Linked DNA regions of Zea mays: region 2 is linked to region 1. Evidence: chromatin contacts called from public Hi-C data. All regions are on one chromosome and are shown on one strand. The core of a region is the stretch at or near the end of the contact, and the rest is flanking DNA. Distances in the headings are between cores, read along the strand shown.

Region 1 (5,784 bases), core at 2,352-4,851:
GAATTCTACCAGACTTGTTATAAGTGCAGTGGCAACAGTGGGAGCTCTCCTATTGGTGGCTTTAATGTGTTTCTGGGGTTGCTTTCTTTACAAAAATTTTGGAAAGAAAGATATGCGTGGTTTCAGAGTTGAGCTCTGTGGAGGTAGCCTTGGCATGGAATATGTTGTGTAAGTATTTATTATTCTCTAGAGGCAATTGTTTTATGGCATTGCTTGATTTTTCAGGCTCTTCTGTTGTGATGTTCCATGGAGACCTCCCTTACTCCTCAAAAGACATACTCAAGAAGCTAGAGACTATGGATGAAGAAAATATCATTGGAGCAGGAGGCTTCGGAACTGTTTATAAACTTGCAATGGATGATGGCAATGTCTTTGCTTTGAAAAGAATAGTGAAAACAAATGAAGGGCTAGATCGGTTCTTTGATAGAGAACTTGAGATATTGGGAAGTGTTAAACATCGTTACTTGGTCAATCTTCGTGGTTATTGCAACTCTCCTTCATCAAAACTTTTGATATATGATTATCTTCAAGGTGGAAGCCTGGATGAAGTGCTGCATGGTAAAGTGTCATTTTTGTTTATCAGCATACATCTTGATTGCATTTATCTTTTCATCTTTAATTGCTTTTTTTTAAATAAACACATTAACAAGCTTGTTACCAGTCCTTTTGCCACTATGACAAGTATATCATGTTTTTGTTCAATGTGAATAACAATAAGGCTTCTTGATATTGTGGGCATAGCTATTATGGGCACATGAGAGTATGAGATGCTAGGTCACACTTGCAATTGATTCTGATATAGGGCAATGATCTAAAGGTTGAAAATATTTTTGGAGCACACCAAATCCCTGTTCTCTTTTGAGGTTATCTATAGCCCTTATAAAACAAAACCCACTAGCATGCATTTATGATATTCTATCTCTTCATGCAAGCTATCCACACCATCCCACATTTGTTGTTGTCCACTTGTCACTACAAGTACAAATTCCATCCGTCCAAGTCCAATGTCATCCCATCTCTTAGATTCACAAGCCCAGTCAATGGAAACGGTAATTTTTTTCCACGAATACTGTCACTTGAGAGTATTGTCTATTTAAATGCAAATTTTAATGCACTTCTCATTTCTCATCATAAATTTGTTACTCCACCAAAATAGTCATCACAATCATACACTTTTTAATTTAAATAATGCTCCTGCATAACTTCTGTGATCCCTACAGCAATGTGCAAGGCGTCCTTCTAGTGCTTAGAGAATTTTGCAGCCAGTCTCAACGAATCTTTTAGGATTCACACATTTTTTTTCTTGATCCGACACAGTGCAAAATAGCATTAATATTTTATGTTTACTCCTTGCTTTGTTTTTGTCCGTAAATCTTTGCAGAAAAGTCTGAACAGTTGGATTGGGATGCACGTATTAACATCATACTTGGAGCTGCAAAAGGCTTGTCTTACTTGCATCACGATTGTTCGCCTCGAATAATACATCGTGATATCAAGTCGAGCAACATCTTGCTTGACGGCAGTTTTGAGGCCCGCGTATCAGACTTTGGACTTGCAAAGCTTTTAGAGGACGAAGAATCCCATATCACTACAATAGTTGCAGGAACATTTGGTTATCTTGCGCCAGGTATGTGGAAGTCGTTCTGCTACATCCAGAGGGGAAAAAAGAAATGAACTTCTGTTTACTCTTTAATTACCGCATCGGACTTTCTCTGGTTGCTAAAATATCACTGCTAATGCTCTGAGCTAACATCAACAAAATCCAACTCCACAGAGTATATGCAGTTTGGCAGAGCCACCGAGAAGACCGATGTCTACAGTTTTGGGGTTCTGGTACTTGAAATACTCAGCGGAAAGCGGCCTACGGATGCATCCTTCATTGAGAAGGGATTAAACATTGTTGGATGGGTATGTCCTGTTATGACCTTCCCTTTGATATGCACCCTTGTCATAAGGGCTCCATTATTTTAATTCTAAGCGTGTGACCTTCTATCGAGTTGGGGTAACCTGAAAGGAAAGGATCATCTTGTCGTTTTGGCAGTTAAATTTTCTGGCTGGCGAGAACCGGGAGAGGGAAATCGTCGATCTGAATTGTGAAGGAGTGCACACCGAGACCTTGGACGCTCTGCTCTCTCTCGCCAAGCAGTGTGTCAGCTCTTTGCCGGAGGAGCGGCCGACGATGCACAGGGTGGTACAGATGCTGGAGTCGGATGTAGTTACGCCGTGCCCTAGCGACTTCTACGATTCAGAGTAGCCTCCTGGACGGACAAGCCACAGTGGTGCCGCTAGTTTCCCGTGGAGGCGCATTCCTTTATTCTTTGCAGATATTGTGTAAATGCATTGCCGCGGTGTTTGTTTGGTCTCCTCCAATCGGCTGGTTCAACGGGTGACATTTTTGCGTCTGTGTTTATCTGTCATGCTACAAGTTGGCTATGTGCTGATTTAATAAGAGAGAACTTACCAGTGTGTGTTTAAAACATTGATCTTTTGGGGTTGTTTGGTTCCGAAGGTTAAATTTTAGTCTCATCAAATCGGATGATAACCCAATTACACACACAAAAACTAAGCAGTAAGATGAGTATATTAAACCTAATTAATCTACAATAAATTAGATTTAATGAATTTGTTTCTTAGTTTAGTTTTCAACTATCTAATTATTTTCTAATTAGATTATATTTAATACTGTTAATTGGCTATTTTATAATTAGATTATATTTAATACTGTTAATTGGCGTTCAAACATAATACATACACCAAACTTTAGAACCAAACAACTCAACTTCGAAATGCTTTAAAACTGGGTTCGTTACAGACGGCACTGATACACGACGGATGAGACTTCAATATCGTTCGGAACACAGTAGCCACAACACACGCTACTCAAGACAGCCATGATACCGGTACAACACAGTTACACGGACGCTGGCATTTTATGGACACCCGGCATGTGAAGAACTACCCGATCGATCAACACTAAGACGAAGACGGCACACCATCGGTTGTGGGCTTGAGCATACTAGCCGGAGATCTGGATAGACTTGACGTCGGCCTTCTTGGCCTCCTCCTTAGGCACGGTGACGGTGAGCACGCCGTTCTCCATGGACGCACTGATCTGCTCCGTCCTGGCGTTCTCCGTCAGGCGGAACCTGCGCAGGAACTTGCCGCTGCTGCGCTCCACGCGGTGCCAGGTGTCCGTCTTCTCCTCCTGCTCCTTGCAGCGCTCGCCGCTGATCTGGAGCACGTTGCCGTCCTCCAGCTCCACCTTCACCTCCTCCTTCTTCAGCCCCGGCACGTCGGTCTTGAACACGTGCGCCTCCGGCGTCTCCTTCCAGTCGACGCGAGCGCCGGCGAAGGCGGCCGTCTCCGAGCTGGTGGTGGTGCCTCCGAACGAGGGGAACAGGCTGCTGCTGCTGCTGCTTCCAGAGCCGAAGGGAAATAAGCCCTGGAAGGGGTCCCAGAGGTCGAGGGAGAAGGGGTCGAATGCGCTTCCACGGCGAATCAGCGACATTGTTGCTCGAGCTCGAGTTTTGAGTGACGAGGGGGGATTGGGATTGTTGTTGTTTCGGCGACTCGGGTATGTGCTTTTCTTGGCTGCTCTAGGCTTCTAGCTTCTGATGAGGAGCGTCGACGCGGGAGCGGCTCAATTTATAACGAGCGATGGGAGGGCCTGCCTGTGGCCTGTGGGCTTCCGGATGTTTCTCGTCTTGTGTGCCCCAGGGTGGGCTAGAAGTTACTAGATTTCACGATTGGGCCAGAACCAGAATTCACTCAGACTTCCCATCCAACAAACTTGACCTGCTAGATTGATCTGGAATCTTCGACAATCTCTTGTTCGTGGAGTGAGTGAATTCCCTTGTTCGACTATCACGGTTGGCCCAACCGTTTTGCATTTGTGGCCCAGTTTTCCAAATCCAGTGGCCACCAGTACTTTCTCGCACGAGACATAATCCGTGTGTTTGGATATCGTATAAGCGGAGCCAGGATGGTATGAGTCTAGCTAGTATTAGTGGAACCAGGGTAAATTTATGCAGATGCTTTTGTTTGGTTATTTGTATCGACTCATGCAGAACAGATACAGACTTTGTTTGGTTGGTTGCACTAAAATATGTCTTATTAGAGAAGAGTATATAAAAAACCTTCAAATATTATGTAGCATGAGTGGTCTAGTTTTGTTCCTAAAAATCTCAAAAACATAAATATAAAATCGGTTGGGTGATCATATTTTTAAATTGCAAGATATAACAAAAAAACTATCTAAAACTGTTTCTCGTGAACTGTGTCGTTGCATACCATGAGCATGCATGTCGGCGTACGCTCGCTTGGAGCGTTCCTCGCGGGCCTGGCTGCGCCCGTTTTCTTGCATGTGTGGAACTTGGATGTATAAAGAAGCGAACCAAACAAATACAACTTTACGTATCCGCGGGCGCAACTTCTATAGTCATGCAGTCTACCAATCACGCGGAATAAGTCGTACGAACGAAGGGTTAGTTCTGTCATTATTTTTACCGTGTCTCACTTTACATTTATACTAGTCCTATGCTCTCGCGTATTGTTAAGGCTTTTTGCACAAAAAATATATGTGTTATTTTGATTAGATAAATGTGAATGTCGAGCTAACAACCCCTCACTTGTACATAAACACAAAATAAAATATGAAGTAACATAGTACCAGCAAGGCAGTAAATACTAGGTGTTTAGCAATTTTTAGTGCTCTTATAAACAACTAAAATTTTATTGAACATGGCTTGTCTATCATCACAACCAAACACTATGATATTGTACAAGTTTACTAAGCAAATAATTAGACCATAGCTCTTCTAGAGACATATGTGGCCAATAGGTCATGTCCGGCCAGCACGACCCAAATCCGTTATAGACCGTGCTGATTTAATCGGACCGAAGCAAGATACAGATAAATGACAGGCCGCACCGCGTGCCCATCCGTGAGCCGAAGTCTGAAGCTAAGCACAACCTGACTACAGAGAAACAGCAGGCATTGTGATACGATCCTTTGTTGGTTGTCGCTCTTCTAGTCACTCCAACGTTTAGGCGATGGGGGTCTATGTGTGGATTAGAGTTTAGGGTATGGTACTAGTGTTGGCTTTTCCTGCGACCCTTTAATTCTTTATATAGCGTCGTGTGATCGGGAGAGATTCCAACCGAGGTTAGCATGAACCCTCCCAATCAAGAATCCGGTTTAAGGAGATGGATAGTTAGGTTAAGCTCAATCCAATCACTGATGACCGACCATAGAGGATACACAACACTCCAGAGTCAAGAGCACAGAATGAGAAGATTTCAGTTCGCAACTACATCTCCCACCATTTCTAGGCAGAGCGATTTAATGGTGTACAGGAGTCACATTAAACGATTAAATAGACTGAAAGCTCGTTCCAAAAGAAAAAGGAGACGGAAGGAAGTCTAACGCTACATTCCGTCATTCGATCTGAATTCTCATCATCTGAATGACACAGACAGCTTCCCGCTAACATCTGTAGGGTACAAGGGTCCGCGCAGTAATTTGCTCACCGAGCATTCCAATGCAACCTAAACGATACATACTCACACTGTCACGTTGTGTACGTCTTCACACCGACTCGTCGACGACGACATGTCCAACGAACCTGTCCTCTTTCTGCGAGTTTGTCTCCGTCCCAGCCCACCCAGCCAGCCGTCTTTTGGTGGCTACCGATCGGGAAGCAGTGTGTGAAGCACAGGGTCCCCTGGCTTCGGACACAGCTCTTTGTAGCTGTGTTGTGTTGTCACAGGTACAGACAAATGCCC
Region 2 (6,119 bases), core at 3,100-5,599, 440 kb before region 1:
CAATTCTTGATGCATATCTTTTGTATATGTGTTTAGATTTATCATCATTCATTTAAATATAGATATAAAAAATAAAAGCTAAAACGACTAATATTTAGGAGTATGTGATTCGCGGACCTCATCATGAAACAACAAAGGAAGCTGCTAGACCAGTAGCAATATGAAGTTATATCATAAAAAAAACTATCCAAGTATAGCTCATACCAATATAAAGCACGAAAATCGCCAAGTTTAATGTATGCGGTGCTAACCTACTATGAAACCAGTTGTTAAGACTAGACTGCTGAAATACCCATACCACACCATCGAGCCGTCGAGTTCCCAAACAAAACGCCAGTTGTTAAGACTAGACTGCTGAAATACCCATACCATACCCATTTCGAGCTGCCTGTAATAGTTGGGAATCCTCCAAAACAAGAAAAGGAGGAGCAGAATAACCAGCCAAAAAATGAGGGGCAAGAAGGATTCAAACCCTAGCGCCCTCAAATGAAATCGCTGGTCTTCCACCACTGCAACCATTGATTGTAATGTACCAGGATCCAAGAAGAGATATTGTAAATATAAAAACATAATTGTGTTTGAATAAATATCTCATTTAAGGAAAATATGCCTATATATGCCTATATGATATATGCAAACCGTAACAATGTACGGGTAACTAACTAGTTTCAATTTATAAGAATGACACAAACTCACATTATCGATTCTATAGGTAGAAGTGTGGAAAGATCCCATCTAAAACATGATAATTTCTAACCCTCCATCAGAATTGAATTATTCCCTATGGTGTTCCTCCAAAAATACCAGCAATCCAATGCGCTTCAAGTGGGCCCTAGTTTATAATGATGTGCTAATCAAAGCTATATGGCCGGTATAATCATCAAGCAAGCCTATTTGGATCTATGTGGTTCTACTGTGTCCAAGTAAAATCAACAGTATATGTCCAGTAACAAGATATTTTGGATGAATAGTATGCGCGACAAGTTTATAAAAGAGCCTTCAAAACAGGGTCCTTGGGCTTTCCTAAAAATGAGGGTCTTGGGGTGATATCTGATATGTTACTTTAGATGAATACGCTGTTGTCTTTCTTTGCATTATATCTGATATGTTGTTTTGAGTTTTGACACAGGCACCCTACCTACTGAATCGTACTTAAATTCCTAAAAAAAACTGTACTGTACTAATCTGCTATTGCAGATACTGTTTTCGTTGCAACATTACGAAATGAAGCTTTTAAATATGAACAGAAGCTGCTGTTTTGAATGAATAGAACTTTATTTCTTGGTGGGGGTGTAATTAATGAACTTTGAGTTATGAAATTTCTCATAAGAAACAATCCTAGTTTATTGGATAATTCATATGAACTTGTACACTATGGTCAGTGTAGAACACAATTTACTACACATATATGAATTTCAGCAAGCTCAAAACAAATGAAGGATAGGTGCTCAAGCATACGAATTTGTAGATAAAAACAATCTAGGGTTGGATTTGCACTTTGAAAGTCCTACTCCAACAATGAAAAGGTCGCAGCTCACAAGTGAGGTTGAACACTGTATACATAGGGAGACACCAATCACGAATTTTAGGTGACACATTTATTTCCTTATGATTAGCAAGATACACCGATAGAAGAGCCGTAAGTTATCTGATAATGAGATTGCCCAAGATGATGAAAAGGGAACAGTTAGTAACCAACCTGCTCGTGGTGACTTCACTGAAGCAGTTGCCACAGCATCATCTTTCAAAGAAATCGCAGCAGTTTCTTCAAAAGATACACTACAACTAGAATGAAATGCATATGATATAGAAGAGATAAATCATCTAGATGGGGTAATGTCTCTACCAGTCTACCCAAACACTTCCTATATGGTTATGCCCAACGGATTAGGATATTTTAATTTATTGTTTGAAATATGAAATATCAAGTACCTGGACTATTATTTTACTCTTCTCAGTCCTAACCAATAGCCTTTTAAAGACAAGGATAGCAAGAGGTTACTTCCATGCCAGAAAATAAGTTGTTCTGGTGCATTTAACAAGATTAGAATAATAAGTTGATATTATACTCTCAGCTCAGGATTACTCCTTTTATTTTAAGATTCACTGCATCATTATTCTTTAGAGCTCCATGTATCATTGACCTTTTTTCTCAAACTTTGACCAACAAATTTATTTAATTATTTAACTACTAAAATGGAAAGCATACCATTAAAACTGTCACTGAAATAACTTTGAGCATACCTTGTATGTCCTTTCACTCAAAACTCAAAAGTGTATAGAAAAGACAAATTGGAAATAACGAAGATGCCATATATTTAAAAACAGAGGGAGTAACCTTTTTCCCTATTTATCCTTAGAAAAATACTACTAATAAAATGTAACAACAGGGATGATTAAATATACTATTAAAAATAACTTTGAGGATACCATTAAAAATACTACTAATAACAGAGGGAGTTGCCTTGTATGTCCTTTCCATTAAAAGTGGAAAGCATACCATTAAAACTGTCACTGAAATAACTTCTGCACAAATGATACTGTAGAAGCTAAAATATTCGTGCTAAGATATTAAGAAAATAGTTTTACATCAAAGAAGATTGTGTCTTTCTATTCTCAGCATTTACCATGACATGCATATGCAGAAGCAAGACATGTGATACATGATATATCTTGAGAGCCAAGACTACATAAAACACATATTTGTTCAATGTCAAATTATGCATGAAGCCATGAACCAAGAACAATATTGGCATCATGCAATTTCAATTCTCTTGGTAGACCTACTGAATGGTCACTCCATGTGCACAAGAGAATAAAGCTACGAGAGAGAAGTAGAACCAGCAAGGTGGGAGGTCTCCCACACTTGCACACCTTGCATCTCTTCTCTTGTCACAAACAAGCGGTCTCCACCCCCTTCAATCATCTGTATCATCCCACGCTTAGCATCCTTTTCTGTGTCCACATAGCAACTCCTATAAAATCTGTCATCAATTCCTTCATTTTTGGGTCTTTCCTTTACTCCTGATTGCTCTGTCAATTCCCCTGTGTTGTGGCGGTGCTCTTCCAGTCGGGACCAAACCTCCAATCCATCCTTTCGGCTGACAAAAACTTGAGAGCGGTGACAGCACAGAACACTGCCATAGCCTCCTGCGCTCCCTCGTGGTCCTGATGACATATACACCCAGGGGTCATCGCCAAGGCATCTCAGGTCTGCCACTGCTAAATCTCCTGACTTTGAGCAAACCTTGTATATTGCCTGCTGCTTCACATCCACATCTGCATCTGCAAATGGATCCCCAAACCTACTGCTTCTTCCAGCTCCCCCTGGCTCGCTTGTCTCCCACACCACATTCCCAGACCGAATGTCCCATAGCCTCATATAGCCAGAGTAGCCAAATGCCCCGGAACTAACGAATGACGCAAACACCAGACCAAGTGCCTGCAGGTGCACCACTCGACCTGGTGCCGATGACTTAGCCGCACTACCACTTTGCCGGCCAATCTCCTGTGTAGGCTTCAGAGTTACAGGGTCAACAGCCATGATGCAGTTTTCCCGATGAGGGCACTCAAACGTTGCCAAGATCGGTGAATTCTTATCGGCGGCATCAGCTGGAGGACGGGCCGCAATGGCGACGACCTTCGCCTTGCTGGTGCGAGTGTCAGTGGGATCCGACCACTGAACGGAGGCGACATGTTTGCCATCGAGAAAGTCGTACACGTGAAGCCCAGGAGCGGAGTCAGACCCAAGGACGGCGAGACTGGAGGGCAGCTGCAGGAGGGAGGTGACGCGGTGGAGGTGGGTCCGAATGGTGGCGCGGTGATCCAGCGCTGGGGAGTAATAGGTGACCAGCCCGGCGCCATGGGCGAGGCATAGTGACCCGTCGTGGTGCGGCGCAAGGGCGGTGGAGAAGGGCTCGGAGGAGGGGCAGAGGGTGGAGGCGAGGGAGGCTGAGAAGCCGCGGAGCGGCGGCGGAGATAGCGCAGCGAGGAGCTGGGCGTGCAGGCCGTAGAAGTTGGCCTCGTCGAGGAGGACGCGCGCGGGGAAGTCGGGCGCTGCGGTGGACGGGGAGCGGATGGCAGCGAGGACGGCGGATAGGAGGGCTGGGTCGCGGTCCACGAATGTTGGGGTAGGGGAAGGGGAACCGATAGACATGGGGAGGGAAAGGGAGCTTGCCTCCAGCGAGAAGAGCTTGCCCCCCACGTTGAGCTGCTTCATCATGCCGCTCCGCCCGCCGTGGACGATGGTTCCCATGGCTGCAGAGTGCAGACTCAGGAACCTTGATGTGGACTGCTGGCTGTTGTTCGGCTGTCCAACGAGACGACGACCTCTCTTCAGACTCCAGCCGTGCAGAGTGTGATGATGAATCAGACACGGTGTTGGGACTATTTCAGGACGATCAGGCAGCCCAATCCCCATAGGCCCATGATGGGGTAACAACACAAACAAACAAATTGAGCCATATTCAAATCCTCTTCTCTATTAATTAGACCCGTGCGTTGCAACGGGAGTACGCTGGGATGGGCATCGACACATATCTAATCGGATCTTATATTTCCTTGGGGGTCTAGAGAAAGTTTACTCGAAAACCAAATATGTTAAGACCTGAGCATGTGTTACCCTTATGCCCCATCAGCACACTGTTCCGCGCTTGTATGAGTCTTATTAATTTACATGTCTCGTGCATAGTCTCTCATGTCTCGGTAGCAGTATCAGATTCCTTCAACCGTGGTCAAACCAACTGAAAGATTACAGAACAGTGGGAAAACGAACTCACTATAAGTCGAGACCTTTTTGTTCTACACTTCTCCTTTACATAAGCAACATATATATTTTCTTATCATTTCCAGACAACAACTCCAACAGAAATTTCAAATCCAAGAACAACAACCAGTGTAATGAGATATCTGTAATGAGATATCTACTCTTGTAAAACTGACAATATAAACTGTTAAGGACAAATATTCAAGACCTCCTGCTTTAATTCTCAAGAAATTAATAGATAAGTAGTCCAGATGCGCTGCCATCTCAGGAACAACGCCGTCACCCCACACATCTGCTCGCCCACAAACCTGGTCGTGAATCTGATGTCAAATGGTTTTGCTTCACACTTGATCCGCAAACTGTCTCAACTGAACCATAAAACCCTCCCTTAACCACGGGAAATGATGTGTTTTACCTGCTTGTAACCTTGCCCAACGAACCGGGCTCGCCACGAGACAGCTGATGGAGTAGATGTAGAATTGTCACTGCTACTGACAATAACAGCATCGCCTCCTTCTGAAGGAGTGTCAACTGCGAGGATCTCATCAGAAGCAGCTGCGGAGTTCCCCAGAAGAGGAGCACCTTGAATGTACCTGCGGTACGATCAAGAGATGGTATGATGCATCATGAACCGTGAAGGTATGTGGTCACAAAAAACGAGGACATGCTGGAACCTGCACCTATCTCATCTGTTAAAACATTAAAAAAATAAGAAAACCCTTAAATCCTAGCCTGAAGAAACCCTCAAATTTTTTATATTGTTTTATATCAACCTGGCTAAACTTGAGATTGTTCGACTATATACTATACCAGGGGTTTGAGTTCATTTGGAGTACACAATCACACCAATGCTGCATATGCAAGATAACATGTACTCCCCTATGTTCCAAATTACAAGTTCTTTTAGCTTTTCTAGATACATACTAAAAGCTATATATATCTAAATGTGTAGCAAAAGCTACGTACCTAGAAAAGCCAGAAAGAACTATAGTTTGGAACGGATGGAGTAGCATGTTAAAAAGGATAATAAAGATTTCAAGAACAGACGAATCATTATGAATGTCATGTGAGGATCTGGGATGTAGCAAACATAAAAATTGGGGGCAGTTTAACATAATTCATTCGTTTTCACAGTGCTCTAACGCTACATAGGGAAACCAAAAGTAGAACCTCAGTCAATACATTATGTGTAGAGATAGAAAACTCTGAAACTTCATGCGCCAGAATTGATGACCAGACACATGCTCATCCAACTGGGGCCCAAGGGGCAGGAAAGAATAATGAGCTGTAGCAAACAGGAGGAAGCATAAGCAAGTTAGAACCTGACCCTTTTATAAAAAAAGTTAGAACATGA

What was found. A called contact is a pair of places that touch in the nucleus more often than the background predicts.
Region 2: a contact with region 1 is called in a Hi-C map of ear, with 2.8 times the contacts expected there. The contact joins the promoter of LOC100304244 here to the promoter of LOC100283766 in region 1. A contact is called at or near these places in 5 of 25 Hi-C or Micro-C datasets (ear, leaf, leaf mesophyll and 1 more).

What each region holds. Positions count from the first base shown.
Region 1 is chr9:146,470,792-146,476,575 of Zm-B73-REFERENCE-NAM-5.0, reverse strand. LOC100283766 reads right to left here and starts at 3,601. Exons shown (of 1, transcript NM_001156665.2): 1 at 2,763-3,601. The coding sequence starts at 3,508. The coding sequence ends at 3,017. LOC100281527 reads left to right here. Exons shown (of 14, transcript NM_001154445.2): 10 at 1-143; 11 at 226-558; 12 at 1,382-1,627; 13 at 1,775-1,908; 14 at 2,042-2,473. The coding sequence ends at 2,254.
Region 2 is chr9:146,907,774-146,913,892 of Zm-B73-REFERENCE-NAM-5.0, reverse strand. LOC100304244 reads right to left here and starts at 4,349. Exons shown (of 1, transcript NM_001165689.1): 1 at 2,671-4,349. The coding sequence starts at 4,255. The coding sequence ends at 2,822. It overlaps LOC111590112 (a long non-coding RNA gene), which reads right to left. Exons shown (of 2, transcript XR_002749197.2): 2 at 5,822-6,050.